Linked DNA regions of Mus musculus: region 1 is linked to region 2. A link is a contact called in public HiChIP or PLAC-seq data. All regions are on one chromosome and are shown on one strand. The core of a region is the stretch at or near the end of the contact, and the rest is flanking DNA. Distances in the headings are between cores, read along the strand shown. Region 1 overlaps Lrrc41 (leucine rich repeat containing 41). Region 2 overlaps Efcab14 (EF-hand calcium binding domain 14).

Region 1 (7,491 bases), core at 4,178-6,677, 330 kb before region 2:
TCATATTCAGTTCTCTCCTCTGTTTAGGAACTGCCCATGAATTCAAGAAGCATTTTGAGTTGCCAATTTTGAAGAGTCGAGATGCAGCTGCCAGTGAGGCAGACAGGCAGCGTGGGGAGGAGCGTCTGCGGGAGCTCATCGGTATTGTGAACAGGTGAGAGGCTCGCCTCTGCTCAGCCAATTGCCTTCCAGGCCGTCTGAGAACTAACTGCTAGATCTGTGGGCTTGGTCTGTCTGGAGCCTTTCAGGTCTGGTGTTTGAGGGTAGGAATGGGATCTGTACCACGAATTGTCTCTGTATAAATAGCATGGTCGTACAGGATAAGTCTCCTTTGAGTAGCCCTGTGGTCTGGTTTTGTTCTATCAACCCCCTGAAGAAGCTCTTCTGTGGTTCAGTTAGCCTTCCTGAACAAGACGCATCCTTGTTCGGGCTTCAGAACCTTCTCGACAGTTGCTTTTTGCCTAAAGCATTAGGCTTTCTATGTGTAGATGAGTTGTGTGGTGGGTTAAAGAGCTGAAGAATTTTAGTGTGGCTCCCAGGCCAAGAGTGCTTATTTTTGTTCCAGTGGGTTTCAAATGATTCAAGAGCAGGTATATCCTGGACTCCTGTTATTGGTATGAACTGTTGATAAATTTCATTATCAGTGTTCTGCCCTCCCAACTTCATGGCTACCAATTTTAGATAGCAGGGTTATTGTGTCCTATGAGGCTGCTGTCCCTCCTCCTCGTCTCTGTTTTTGAGATTGTATCTCATGCATCCGAGGCTACCTCCCAGATGATGGGATTCCAGGCACGTGCAGAAGATGCCTCTTTATTCTTTCTGGTCTAGACAGATAAGGACTTACTGGCTGGAGTTACGTAACAGCTGGTGCCTGTGCAAATACAGATGGACGCCTCCCAATAAAGACCTATAGCTTAGGCACTGGAGAGTTGAGTTGGCTTAGTGGTTAAGGTTAAGTACACGAGTTGTTCTTGCAGACGATTTCCAACACCTATGTGGTAGCATCTGTAACACCAGTTCCAGGAGAGCTGGCACCCTCTTCCTCTATCTGAGGGCACCAGGCATGAACACAGTGTGTAGACATACATGCAAAAAGAATACTCACAGCCGGGCGTGGTGTCGCACGCCTTTAATCCCTTAATCCCAGCACTCGGGAGGCAGGCGGATTTCTGAGTTTGAGGCCAGCCTGGTCTACAAAGTGAGTTTCAGGACAGCCAGGGCTATACAGAGAAACCCTGTCTTGGAAAAAAAAAGAGGACTCATGCCCATAAATAAATATTTACTATAAGTAGAGTGAGTCTTTTGTCCTTTAGTTCTTATTCTGCTGCATCAGTTTCACCTCCCTTGTGCCTTTTCCCATTTCCCCTAGGTGCCTGATACGGAGAACATCTGATATCCTCTCTAAGTATCTGCCCGTGAAGATTGAGCAGGTGGTTTGTTGTAGGTATGAACTTGCTTGAAAGGCGGACAGTGAGTGGGTTAAAGCTTAGCTTCTGAAGTGTGGCTGAATTTCAGTGTTCTCAGGGTAGCTGTGTGTGTGCTCCAGTCTTTTCTATTGAGCTACACCTGCCCTTTTATTTTCAGGCTGACACCCCTTCAAACTGAGCTATACAAGAGATTTCTGAGACAGGCTAAGCCTGAAGAAGAATTGCGTGAGGGCAAGATGAGTGTGTCTTCCCTGTCTTCTATCACCTCTCTAAAGAAGCTGTGTAATCGTGAGTGCACCCATACCCGGTATCTTCTGTGTGAGTGAGCAGGGAGCGGAAGTTCTTGTGAATAGGCTGCTGACCTTCACCAGAACTTCTCTAGAGACCCCATGGAGGCCACATGTGGACTCTTCTGAATGACACCTTTACTTTGGCAATTTTATAGTCTTCTGCCCAGCCCATCCTTAGTGCTTGAGATGTGTTGGACTGTGTATGTGAGTGCTTGTCTGCACCCATCCTCTTGAACAAGAGGCAGAAAGAAAAGTAACAGATGGTTCCTTTTGTTGTTGGGAGAACATTGTAGTGAGTGATGGTGAGGCTTCCAGATGATACTGGCTACACCCTGTGGGAACTTGGGAGGGTGTACCCCAGGTGAGTCTAGTTGTGAGACCTATGTCAGCGCCAGATAGCCAGAGGGTGAGCACTGAAGTACAAGCTTCAGACAATCAAAGGTGCTAGCATTTTCCTATGGATTTGTTTGGTTGATTGGTGGTTTGTTTTTTTTTTTTTTTCTTTTTTTGGTTTTCAGATCCAGCTCTAATCTATGACAAGTGTGTGGCAGAGGAGGATGGCTTTGAGGGCACTTTGGGTATCTTCCCACCTGGTTATAACTCTAAAGCTGTAGAGCCACAGTTGTCAGGTGAGCCCACCCAATTAGCAGATGGTCAGTCTCCTTGGAGGAGGGAATATAGGATAAGGCTAGGAAATTACCTCTGTGCTGAAGCTATCCTGTCTGAAAGCAGGGTATCAAGTATAACCACCGCAGGCCACTGGGATGACCAATTGTGAGGACTGATAATAGCCACTTTTCCCAGGTAAGATGCTGGTCCTTGATTACATTCTGGCCGTGACTCGAAGCCGTAGCAGTGACAAAGTCGTGCTGGTGTCTAATTATACTCAGACATTGGATCTCTTTGAAAAGCTGTGCCGGGTTCGAAGGTAGGGAAGAACCTAACCAGGCTGGCTAGCAAAGGGATGTGTCTTCCTCACTGACACTCTAGGAAAATGATTAGATTTTTCTGATTATTGGATGTTTATCAAGGTGTGGCTATATGAGGACTTTCTCTTACCTCATGACTGTGATGGCAATAGCTCTGTCTTTACACAGATCAGAATTCCTGCCCTTCTCTGTCCTTCTCTTAGGGAAGCCTTGGACTATGCGTGAGCAGCCTCAAGCATGGTTAATCTAGTCTTCTTGGTAGCCATAGTTCCAATTAATTTATGCTTCTTGGGTCTTGATATTTGGATCTCCCTCAAGGTACTTGTATGTTCGCCTGGATGGCACGATGTCCATTAAGAAGCGAGCCAAGGTTGTGGAGCGCTTCAATAGCCCATCGGTAAGTACAGCAAGCGCAGGAAGGATGTGTTGACAGAGCAGCTGTGTGGTGGTTGTGTTTCATTGCTTTATTTTTGTTTTGTGTTCTGGTGGGTGTGATAAGATGAATCTGGCTTAGGAACTGACTTTGTGGGTTGGGAAATTGAATGATAGGCAGACCAACCTGTGGTCCTCAGTGTGAGTATAGAAAAGTGTTGGTGGAGCTAAGAAGGATCCCAGTTTAGTTTCCAAGTGTGTGCATCCTATGCTCTCCTTTCTTGTTTCTTTTCTTCCCAGAGCCCTGATTTTGTTTTCATGCTGAGCAGCAAAGCCGGGGGCTGTGGTCTTAACCTCATTGGTGCTAACCGACTGGTCATGTTTGATCCTGACTGGAATCCAGCCAATGATGAACAAGCTATGGCCCGAGTCTGGCGTGATGGTCAAAAGAAGATCTGCTATATCTACCGACTGCTATCTGTAAGTATGTGTATGAGTACACTGTAGCTGTATTCAGACACACACCAGAAGAGGGCATAAGATCCCATTACAGATGGTTGTGTGCCATCATGTGGTTGCTGGGCATTGAACTCGGGGTCTCTGGAAGAGCAGTCAGTGCTCTCAACCGCTGAGCCATCTCTCCAGCTGGTTTTCAAGGCTTTAGTAGAGATCATCTTACTCTTTCATCCTTTCTAGCTTTCTTATACTTACATGTTTACTTTAAAACCTTAATGTTTCTAGAATCTTCCACCTTGTCCAAGAACTCTTCCTGCCTCAGCCTTCTGAAGAACTGACCCTCTTTGTTGCTCTTGGCTTCTAGTCCACCTTTTTTTCTGGAGTCAGCTCAGAGAGAATCTGTTTTCAGTGCTTTCTGAACTCCTCAACTCTTCGATCATTCCTTTCATGAGACCCTGAGTATTACTTAACAGGTTTTTGCAATGGTACAAATCTATTTATATAGTTAGTCTGCATATTGAATGAAGTGCTCTGTGACCTCTGTGATAGCGATCATACTTCATTCTTTCTTGTATCCTATTACTAGTATATGACCTGACATAAAATTGTCGGATGATACTGAATGAGAGTTGGGCTTGGTGTGGAGGGCACTTTGATACAGATAACCTGTTTACACTCAACCCATTTAGCCAGGCTGACACTCTCCACTGATGCTGAAAATGGTCGGGACAGACAAAGCAGCACAATTCTTGGCTCCAAAACTAGGAAAATGGATCTCTGCTAAGGCAGATAATTGCTCTTTCTCAAGATGTTTGCAGCCCCTAGGTTTTCCTGCTCCCTCAGCATCTACAGGAATGGTTGAGTTCTACATTTCATCCCATTTCTAGGCAGGAACAATTGAGGAGAAGATCTTTCAGCGGCAGAGCCACAAGAAGGCTCTGAGCAGCTGTGTGGTGGACGAGGAGCAGGATGTGGAGCGCCACTTTTCTCTTGGTGAGCTTAAAGAGCTGTTTACTCTGGATGAAGCAAGCCTCAGTGACACACATGACAGGTATGTGGAGTTCCTTGTCATTATCTCTTTGCTACCTGACCAGCACAGAAATCCGTAGTGACCACAACTCTGTCCTCTGACCCCAGATTGCATTGCCGCCGTTGTGTAAACAACCGTCAGGTCTGGCCACCCCCTGATGGTTCTGACTGCACTTCAGACCTGGCTCAGTGGAACCACAGCACAGATAAACGAGGGCTCCAGGATGAGGTACTCCAGGCTGCCTGGGATGCTTCATCTACAGCCATCACCTTCGTCTTCCACCAGCGTTCTCATGAGGAGCAGCGCGGTCTTCACTGATAATCAGCTGGTCTGGATGTAGTTGTTTGGGAAAGGATACAGGGAAAGGGGGTTCTCTGCCTCATGAGGCTCTGCTCAGTTTTATTCTCTGGGAGAAAATCATCAAGAAGGGCTGCATGATGTTTGCCCAAAATTTATTTTATAAGAAAAACTTTTTTGGTTTAAAAAAAAAAAAGAAAAAGAAAGGAATAAAGGCATGAAAGGGACTGAGGCCTGGGAACACATTGGTAAGCCCAGGAGGGAAGAGGCCTGGTGTTAGGCATTCCTATACTTCTCTAAAGCCTGGGTGCCTGCTTGAGGAATGAAGCAGGAAACCCCAGAGCAGGGGTAGGGGGTGTTTTCCTCAGTGACGATAGAGACCCGTAACCTCCTGGCCTGGGGTTCCCAGAGTACTGAGTAAGTGGCCCAAAGCCTCTGAACTCAGCGGTGGGAATGCCTTTGCTGGGCCTCATCAAGGCCTCCAGGACCTCAGTGCAAGGGAAGATGAAAAGGAAACAGAAATAGACAAAGTGGCAGAAAGAGGATGACAGAATCAGTGGTTGGGGATTCTGGGCAGCCCACGGCTCAGTCCCTGCAAGCTGATGGTACTGAGGATGGGCCTGTGAGGTATGGGCCCCATCACATGGTGCTGACATAATCTGCAAAGGCCTGGGTTGAGTCCCATGAGTCGCTAACCACGTGGCAGGTAGCCCGGAGTCGCCGGATTGCTTCTCTTGCTGTGACTGCATCCTGGTCCAGCCAGTTCTGGAAGAGGCGTAGGTGACCAAAGGCTCCTCGGCCCCAGCGCTCCAGTCGTTTGGCAAACTCCAAAAGCCCATCTGGCTTGATGCAGTTGGAACTGGTAGGGATGCCATGAATTAGATATCCAGGAAGCAACTAGGCTTTTGTCTACATTGATATCCTTTTCTTCCCCCATCCCTTGTCTCCTAACCCCTAGCATACCTGATGTCCAGCTGACAGAGAGAAGAGGAAGAATCCTCTGAGAAAACATCTGCTAGGGCTAATAGGCCAGCGTTCCCTGGCGAGGGAGAGAGGAACACTCATTAACTCTACTCACAAACAAGGAAACAAGGGTATCCTATCCCAGCTCCAACCTGGGAGAACCCTAGTCCTAGCAGTTCTGAATACCCAGTACTCAAATACCTATATTACAACCTGGTCAGTACCTTTACCCCAAAAGTTTCTAGTTCCTAGTTCCTTCTTTCCCTCCCTTCTCCCTTCCTCCTCTCCAGGGTATGGTCCCTACCCAGGCGGTTCCCTGGTAGTCGAAGGCCCTTCAGTGTAGAGTTGCCCTTCATAGCAGCAACCATCTCAGGAAGAAATTGGACTGGGCGCTTCTCAAACAGACGGCAGAAGGAGAAGGTAATCTCTGTCAAGAGAAAGTAGAATATTCAGATGACTGAAGCAGGGGTGGTGCTGTCCTCCTGTCCTAGGTTGGCCTAGCAAGGTACTGTGAACATTTATACAGATCTGAAAAGGATAATCTATATAGATCCGAGCAATATTGGAACTCAATTCAAATAGGACATTGAGCCTGTTTGAGGAACATCTCTGAGGATAAATTTTTTATCCACTTCCCGCTCTCTATATATAGTCACTGATGCTTTTGCAGGGGGGGAGACTAGTCACAGTGAGTGTCTGACTAGTCACACCCACACACAGTAGCATGTTTATTTCTCCCCACTATCTTTTTTTTTTTTTAAATTGAAACCACCAAGGTGCTACCACCATTTCTGACAGCCCCTTAAAACAAAACAAAACTGGGTGATGTACTAAAACTTGGGATATTAGAAGGAAGGTCATGTAGGTTCCATATCCTTTATAGTCAAGGAAGATAGAGACCTGGGAAAACAGTGGTTTGCAGACTGAGATCATGACAAAGCTACAGTAAGGACACAGGAATGCGCAGGCTCTGGGTTAGGAACTTACCTTGAAGGGTCAGATTCTTTAGCAAAAAAAGCACTTCACTCTGACAGTCTGCAAGATTCATATCATGGAAGCTCAGCCTCTTCAGGGATAGGTTGTGTTCTGGATAGGAGACACACACCATGGGTGGTGGGGCTTAATTTTCCCAGGGAACAATGTTAGGTCCCTACCTACCCACTTTCACCATTCCTACCTTTGAGTGTTTGCAACACAAGCCCAAAATCTTGAGGCGAGGCAAAGGTGGCACTGTCCAGTGACAGCTGCTGTAGAGAACCTGAGGCCTTGAGGACAGAGCAGAGCAGTGGGGCTGGCTGGGCTCCTCGTGGAAATCCCATTTCCAACTGCTCGAGGCAGTTTTCTGTATGAGAGGAAGAGGACATTCCACTTAGTTTTCTCTACTTCACTTAAAAATACATATGTTTTAGGTGTGGGAACACACACCCTTTAGTTCCAGAACTCAGGAGGCAGAGGCAGGTGATCTGTTTGAGTTCAAGGCTGGCCTGGTCTACAAAGTAAATTCCAAGAAAGCCAGGGTTACACAGAGAAACCCTGTCTCCAAAAAAATAAAAAACAAACCATGTATTTGATGTGTGGGCATGTGTTGTATGGGCATGTGATGTGTGGGCATGTGATGTGTGGGCATGTGTTGTATGGGCATGTGATGTGTGGGCATGTGTGTACCACAGTGACCATGTGGGGTTCAGAGAACAACTTGCAAGAGTCAGTTCTACAATGTGCATTCT
Region 2 (6,836 bases), core at 651-3,150:
AGTTAGGAATGTGTGTGTGTGTGTGTAAAAACAATTAATGAAAAAGAAACCACGGAGTTGAAAGAGAGAAAGGAGATGTATATGGGAGGGTTTGGAGGAAAGAAAGGGAAGGGAGAGTTGATATAATTATAATATAATCTCAAAATTGGAAGAAATAAAAAAAGTCAGGATTACAGACTACTTTATCATCACCAGGATGGCCATCATCAGGAGCAATGATGATGTGGGGGAAAGCGATGAGTCCTTACGGGGCTAATGAGAATGTCAACTGGAAGTCACATTCCGAACAACGGTTTGGCCGTTCAGGAACTGTATGACCTGGTAATTTAATTCCTAGGCACTAGGTCAAGAAAACAACCATGTTCATAAAAATCTATGCCCTCATGTTCACAGCAGCATTATTATTTGTAAAAAACTGGAAACAACCCAAATATGCATCAACTGATGAATGGATGAACAAAGTGTGAATATAGCATACAATAGACTATTACTCAGCCATAGAAAGGAAGTATTGTTTCATGCCACAAAATGAAAAGAGAACTATGATAAAAGAAGTATATAGAAGGCCACAGATTGTATGATTCCATTTCTACAAACGAAACATCCCAGATAAATAAGTTTATTGAGACAGTAGGAGTAACTGGAGTGCATCTTAAACTTCTCCCTTATCTATCTATCTATCTATCTATCTATCTATCTATCTATCTATCTATCTATCTATCTATGTACTTATTGTGTATGTGTACATGTGTACATAGTAAGATGCATGTGGAGATCAGAGAAGAACTTGTGGGCGTGGGCTTTCTTCTTCTACCACGTGGCTCCTGCTCAGGGTGTCAGGCTTGCTGGCAAGCATTGAGGCATCTGGCCAGCCTCAGACGAAGCTGTTAAAGGAGTATGAAGCTTCATTCTGGGGTGATAAAAATGCTATGGAATTAAGTCAAGGTGATGGCTATATAATCTTGAGAATATACTAAGGCCCATGCAATTACACAGTTTAAAAGGGTGACATGGAGTATGAATTATATCTCCATTAAAAAAGGACCATAGAAATCTCTGTATCTGTTTGTTTATTTTTTTGGTGGTTAATGCTACCAGTTAATCTGTATTAAAAAAAATAACAAAGATACTATTTAGAAAATGACATTAGAAAATTTCCAACAAAAGCCTTTAACAATTTAAAAAGGATTTGATCCAGGGGTGGTGGTGTATGCCTGTAATCCAGAGTTCAAGACCAGACTCAGATATACAGAGTAGTAAGGTCAACCTGGCTATATGAGGTTGTCTCAAAACAAACAAAAAACATACAAAAAAACCTCAACAAAACAAAACAAAACAAAAACTTTAAACAAACACCAATCAACCAACAAACTAAAAAAATCCAAAAGGGGTTTCAGAGAGATGGATCAGTGGTCAGGAGTTTGTACTCCTCCCCCTGCGGACCAGAGTTCAGTTCCTAGCGTCCGTGTCAGGTAGTTCACAACTGCCTGCAGCTCCAGCTCCAGCTCCAGAAGGATCTGATGTTTCTGGCCTTTGAGAGTGCACACACAATTAAGAATTATAGAAGAAATAAAAAATAAAAAGGACTTGACTGAGTTCTTAAGCTCACTGAAAAGATTATAATACTATAGAAAGAAGAAGGTCACTAGTGTGTGTTTCTTTAAAAGCTTTCCTGATTATTTTTCTTCATTTATTCAAGATCATGCTTTGACTCCACATGCCTCTTGCTGTTTGGTACTTGGGAAGATGTGCTGAAGGGAGGAAAAGCTATTTCTGTGCAAGATCTACTCCATTGAGGAAGTCTCATAAATTCCTGAAAGGCCCTCCTCACTCCTGTTGCTTCGCGGGCCTGGCAGTGCAGCTGGTGAGACCTCAGAAATGCCCTGAGCCAGAAAAGCAGCTGGGATACTTCTTCCCAACAGCAAATGGCTAGATGGGAATTCCTTTCAATAGAGAGTAAATACAATGACTCGCCTTCCCCTCCAGAAAACAAAGGAAAGCCACCCCAGACGGGGCGAAAAGTAATGGTAGTTAAGCATTAACTGCAAGATGAATAAGCAACACAGTCATTCAGTTTCACAGTCCTACCAGGCTCTGTGCTGCAGGCTAGGGAGTGAACAGGAGACTTCCATGAGACTTTCCTCACGGAAGCTAAACTGTTTCTTCCTAGGGAATTTCAACAGTGGCATATGCTAATTAGGAGCAAGTAAAACATGTCATAACGCACAGGAAGCACCTGCTCCAGACCTGGGAGAGCACGATGGCATCTGAACCTAAGTGAAGAACCAGTGCAAGGTATGTGGTCAGAACTGGACGACTTTCCAGACGGCAAGAGACAACCAGGAAGCCTCACCATCACAATGAAGAGTACAAGACACTACTGAGAACAAGGCAGACATTGTTCTATGACATATAGCCTTTGTATGAATACTTATTCTGCTCGCTGTCAGAATCCCAGAGGGCCTGTTGCAGGGAAACAGTCAACTTTGACTTGTTTTGCTAATCTAACAGAATTGTGTTTGCTTTTTCTGTCCTCTGCTTTAGACAACCTATCCTTATGGAAAGAAAGGGACATTTTTGGAGACATGATCTCACTATATAGAGCACAGGCTGGCCTCAATATCTTTATTGTTGTGCCTCAGTTGAGATTATAGGTATATGCACTGTGTCTGGCTGAGACTGTATCCTTATTTTTTTTTTTTATTTTATTTTTTTTTTTTTGAGACAGGGTTTCTCTGTGTACCCTTGGCTGTCCTGGAACTCACTTTGTAGACCAGGCTGGCTTCGAACTCAGAAATCCGCCTGCCTCTGCCTCCCAAAAAGCATATGCCACCACCGCCCGGCAAGATTGTATCTTATACTGTATTCCATCCTTTGACATGGGGTCTGGAGGGCACTTAGTGAATGACTGAAGACCTTAAACAACATTTAAGAGAAAGGTAGTATGGAAGCTTTAGAGTCAGCCTCAGCTTGAATTCTGTCTCAACCAATTAACTGCTGTTTAGATGTGGGCAGCTTTCTGTATCTGGCCCAACAATGTTAGCTATAAATTGTGTGTGTGTGTGTTTCTGTGCGTGTACCTGTGTATTTGCAGGTATGTGGAGGCCAGAGGGCAATCTCAGGTGTTACTCCTCAGGTACTGTCCACCTTTTAAAATAGATGATTATTATGTTTGTGTATGATGTGTGTGGGTGTGGGTGTACACATGTCATATGTTGAGCTCAGAGGACAACTTCATACTCAACTCTCTGCTTTTGTCTTTATGTTAGTTCTGGGGACTGACCTTAGATCATTAGGCTGTAAGTGCTATTAGGCACTGAGCTATCTCTCTGGTCTCTGTTCACCTTTTTGTTTTTGAGAAAATGTTTCTTACTAGTTTGGAACTCAACAAGTGGGTTAGGCTGGCTGGACACTGAGCCCCAAGAATCTACCCGTCTGCATATTCCCAGTGCTGGAACTGTAAGTGTGCCATCACACCTGGCTTTTTTCACACGGATTCTAGGAACTGAACTCAAGCCTTAACCACCTGAATCATCTCTCTAGTTCATTAGATATGCTTTCATTTTTAAACAAGAAAAACCATTAACAAGTTATAACAGTTACAACTTTGAACATTTCCATCATTAACATTACCTTTGATGCTAGAAATCCCAGGCAGGGAGAGAGGTTTTACTTGGGTCTCAATTTGGTTTCTAAGAAGCTGTGAAAATTCTGGCAATGCTGAAGGATCTGATGTGAAGTTCTGTACTTGCTCTGTAGCAAACACATATACCTTTATTACAATCAATTCCAACACCAAATTAAGTGAGTATCAAAGGTCACCTAGTACTAGAGCAGGTATATTTTAAGAAAAGTCGCTGAGAGTTACAGCAGCAATGTAACTATGAAGGTAAAGGTACAGACTGAAGGATGTGTGCAGATAAGCGAAGAGGGATCGGGACTACACTAAGGCCTGAAGCAGAATCTGGCACAGGGTGAGTAGCCCTAATCTGAAAATCTGAAATGCCCCAAATCAAAATCTTTCAGAAGATAAAACAGGTGGAAAACTCCTTGTATGACTTCATGTGATAGGTCATAGTCAAATAAAGGTGACCTAAAAATAACAAATAAAATTAACACCAGGCCATTTGTATAAGGACAATGTATATATGAACCATGAATGAATTTCTGTATTTAGATTCAAATACCAACTCAATGATAACTTGCAAATATTTCAAAAAACAAAACAAAACAAAAATCTAAAAACAAACAAAAACCAAATTGACCATACTTTAGGCTCTACCTGCCTTATTGTCATCTATGCTTAGATGCTGTACTGGTTGGTTTTGTGTCAACTTGACACAGCTGGAGTTATCACAAAGGAGCTTCAGTTGAGGAAATGCCTCCATGAGATCCAGCTATAAGACATTTTTTTTTTCAATTAGTGATCAAGGGGGGAGGGCCTAACCCATTGTGTGTGGTGCAATCCCTGGTATGGTGGGCCTGAGTTCTATAAGAAAGCAGGCTGAGCAAGCCAGGGGAAGCAAGTCAGTAAGCAGCTTTCTTCCATGGCTTCTGCATCCACTCCTGCCTCCAAGTTCCTACCCTGTGTGAGTTCCTGTCCTGACTTCCTTTGATGATGAATAGCAATGTGGAAGTGTAAGCTGAATAAACCCTTTCCTCCTCAGATTGCTTCTTGGTCATAATGTTTTATGCAGGAATAGAAACCCTGACTAAGACCGATGCTAAGACTTGAGTTGGATAAGTCTTTTGATTTCTTGGGAAATAGGCTATTAAGTCTGGTGTGAGGGCATGAGCCACTAGCCACCATACCATAAGAATGCTATATAGCAAGATGAAGCCAGTGTTACAAGACCTTCAACATAGTTCTGTTTCTCACAGGAGAGAAACTGAGGGAAGCTATTCTACAGCTCCAAAGCTGAAGAATGCTTGAGCTAGGGCGGTCAAAGCCAATACTGTCTAGTATCTTGTTACAGCCTCACAAGTCCTAAATCAGTAGATGTTAATTAATGCATCTAATAATATTGATTAGTGTGCCCTTACCTAAAGTCAAGTGGCCTGCAAATTGGAAGAATTCCATCATTACCTGTTAACGACTTTTTAGAGGACTAATATTTAAGAGTCCTTTTTAGAGGACTCACAGTAACAGAAACATAACATTTAGGACTAGTTTAATGTAAGCTATGACAGTAACATTTTTGCCTATAATTGGATGCAGGCAGCATGGAGAAGTCTATTTCCAGCTAAACATTACCCGTTCTCCCCTTAATAGACTAGAGTACAAATCAAGTACAAAATGGGCTTTTGCTAAATGAAAGCGAGGTGCATCAGCCTCAGCTCGGTGCGCTCAGGCATCACTCACTCGGTCCCATTAGTGCTGGCGGACACCGTTCCTACTCCCTGTGTGGGAGACAGGCTGCCCAAGCCTGCGTGAAATATTCAGAAGCCAGCTAGCTGCTTACCTTCATCTGTGGTCTCCGGAGGCCTGTTGCTTTCAGGTTTGTTTGTGAGAGCACTGATCAGCTGCAGTTTTTCTCGAAGCTCGGATACCTGAGAATTTGAATTATCTTCTTTCTGCCCCAAACAGAGATCAGATAAGGCTTAAGGTTGGGGTAACACCTCACTGGAGCTTCTGCTATACTCCCAAGACACATTCCGCACCTAAGATTGGCCTTTACATGTCCCTGCTAAGGTCAATGAAGGGATGGACAAATACTAGGACTGTCTTTGGGGCTCAGTGTTGATAAGTGCTCAGCTGGGTTTAAAGGGGGCTACAAGGATCTTACATTCTCTCTGATCTGTTTCATTGTGAACAGTCCATAGAGGAAGGTATGCATGTGTCAGCAGAAAAGACAATGTGCCCTTACTCAGGTGCTGTGTAGCACCTGCTTCCTAAATAATAGGGGACACTATTTTCTGGAGCTATTTTATACTAACTGAAAAAGTGCCTCAGATATCTCATCACTTTGTGACCATGTCATCTGAAGGAAAATTAAAAACAAACAAACCAAAAAACAAAACCATAACAAAACCCAGCAGAACTCAATCAAACCACAAGCATTCCCCTGATTCACCCAACGGAACACTATAATGATTTAACTGGTAGCAAGAACTGTCAGAGACACAAACAAAGTAGGAGTTATAATATTTCTAATTCAAACTGTTACTAGGGTCTAAAGTCTACCCAATCCACACATGGCCTTATTTTCAGCTTTATCTAGGATGGTATATAAACCAATACACTTAATTGTACGGAGAGCAGCCTAGTTCTTCTGTGGTTGGCATCGGTTTACTGTATGAAAAGGCCAAGCCTTTGTTTAGGAGCACCAGTGCACCTCATGCCTCACTCAGTGAGCTTACACATCCCTGTTCTATCCTAATGTATACCCTAATAGTTACTGAACAGTGGCTACTGGATTTATTTAGGGAGACCCAATATGAACACACAAACAAACCTAGATGCTAAATGCTTACTGACAGCACAAACTGAATCTGGTTGGGATGCTTTGATGAGGTAACACGGAGAGACTGACTGACTGGCGTGACAGTTACAACACTAGGGATCTAAACGTAAAGCCAGAGATTTAGGCAGAAGTGTGGTTGCTATGTTCTGATCTGACTGTTAAGATATGAATTACTGCTGAAATCACTACTACTTTCTAATATTAACCATCTGTTAAGTCTTTTGTGTTCAACATTTAAATCTGGTTTTTAAAATGTTGTCATTCCTTAAACAATGTTTAAGAAAAGTGTAGAAACAGTTTAAAAGCTCAATAAAAGCCCACCTTATAATGCATTAAAATCTTAAATATATATGACTTTATCCAGACAATACA

The links. HiChIP or PLAC-seq counts read pairs in DNA pulled down with a chosen protein or histone mark.
Region 1: a contact with region 2 is called in a FOXA1 HiChIP or PLAC-seq map of pancreatic cancer cells. The contact joins two enhancer-like sites. A contact is called at or near these places in 1 of 115 datasets of contacts at active chromatin or transcription factors (pancreatic cancer cells) and 3 of 9 other capture datasets (adipose tissue, liver and pancreatic islet).

What each region holds. Positions count from the first base shown.
Region 1 is chr4:116,094,492-116,101,982 of GRCm38.p6, reverse strand. It overlaps Lrrc41 (leucine rich repeat containing 41), which reads right to left. Exons shown (of 10, transcript NM_153521.2): 6 at 6,942-7,106; 7 at 6,752-6,850; 8 at 6,069-6,191; 9 at 5,765-5,840; 10 at 4,874-5,660. The coding sequence ends at 5,441. It overlaps Rad54l (RAD54 like (S. cerevisiae)), which reads left to right. Exons shown (of 18, transcript NM_009015.3): 10 at 28-154; 11 at 1,370-1,444; 12 at 1,585-1,715; 13 at 2,236-2,346; 14 at 2,522-2,645; 15 at 2,965-3,043; 16 at 3,319-3,498; 17 at 4,362-4,525; 18 at 4,612-5,028. The coding sequence ends at 4,822. Among named protein-coding and RNA genes, the nearest start is that of Gm52704, 9.8 kb to the right of the region's middle. Within about 2 kb of position 5,427, at least 21 of the 459 cell types and tissues checked have an H3K27ac peak or open chromatin away from gene starts, as enhancers often do. A contact at or near this core is called in pancreatic cancer cells, where this site is marked.
Region 2 is chr4:115,763,310-115,770,145 of GRCm38.p6, reverse strand. It overlaps Efcab14 (EF-hand calcium binding domain 14), which reads right to left. Exons shown (of 11, transcript NM_001368627.1): 9 at 5,463-5,574; 10 at 3,634-3,753. Among named protein-coding and RNA genes, the nearest start is that of Tex38, 14 kb to the left of the region's middle. Within about 2 kb of position 1,900, at least 43 of the 459 cell types and tissues checked have an H3K27ac peak or open chromatin away from gene starts, as enhancers often do. A contact at or near this core is called in pancreatic cancer cells, where this site is marked.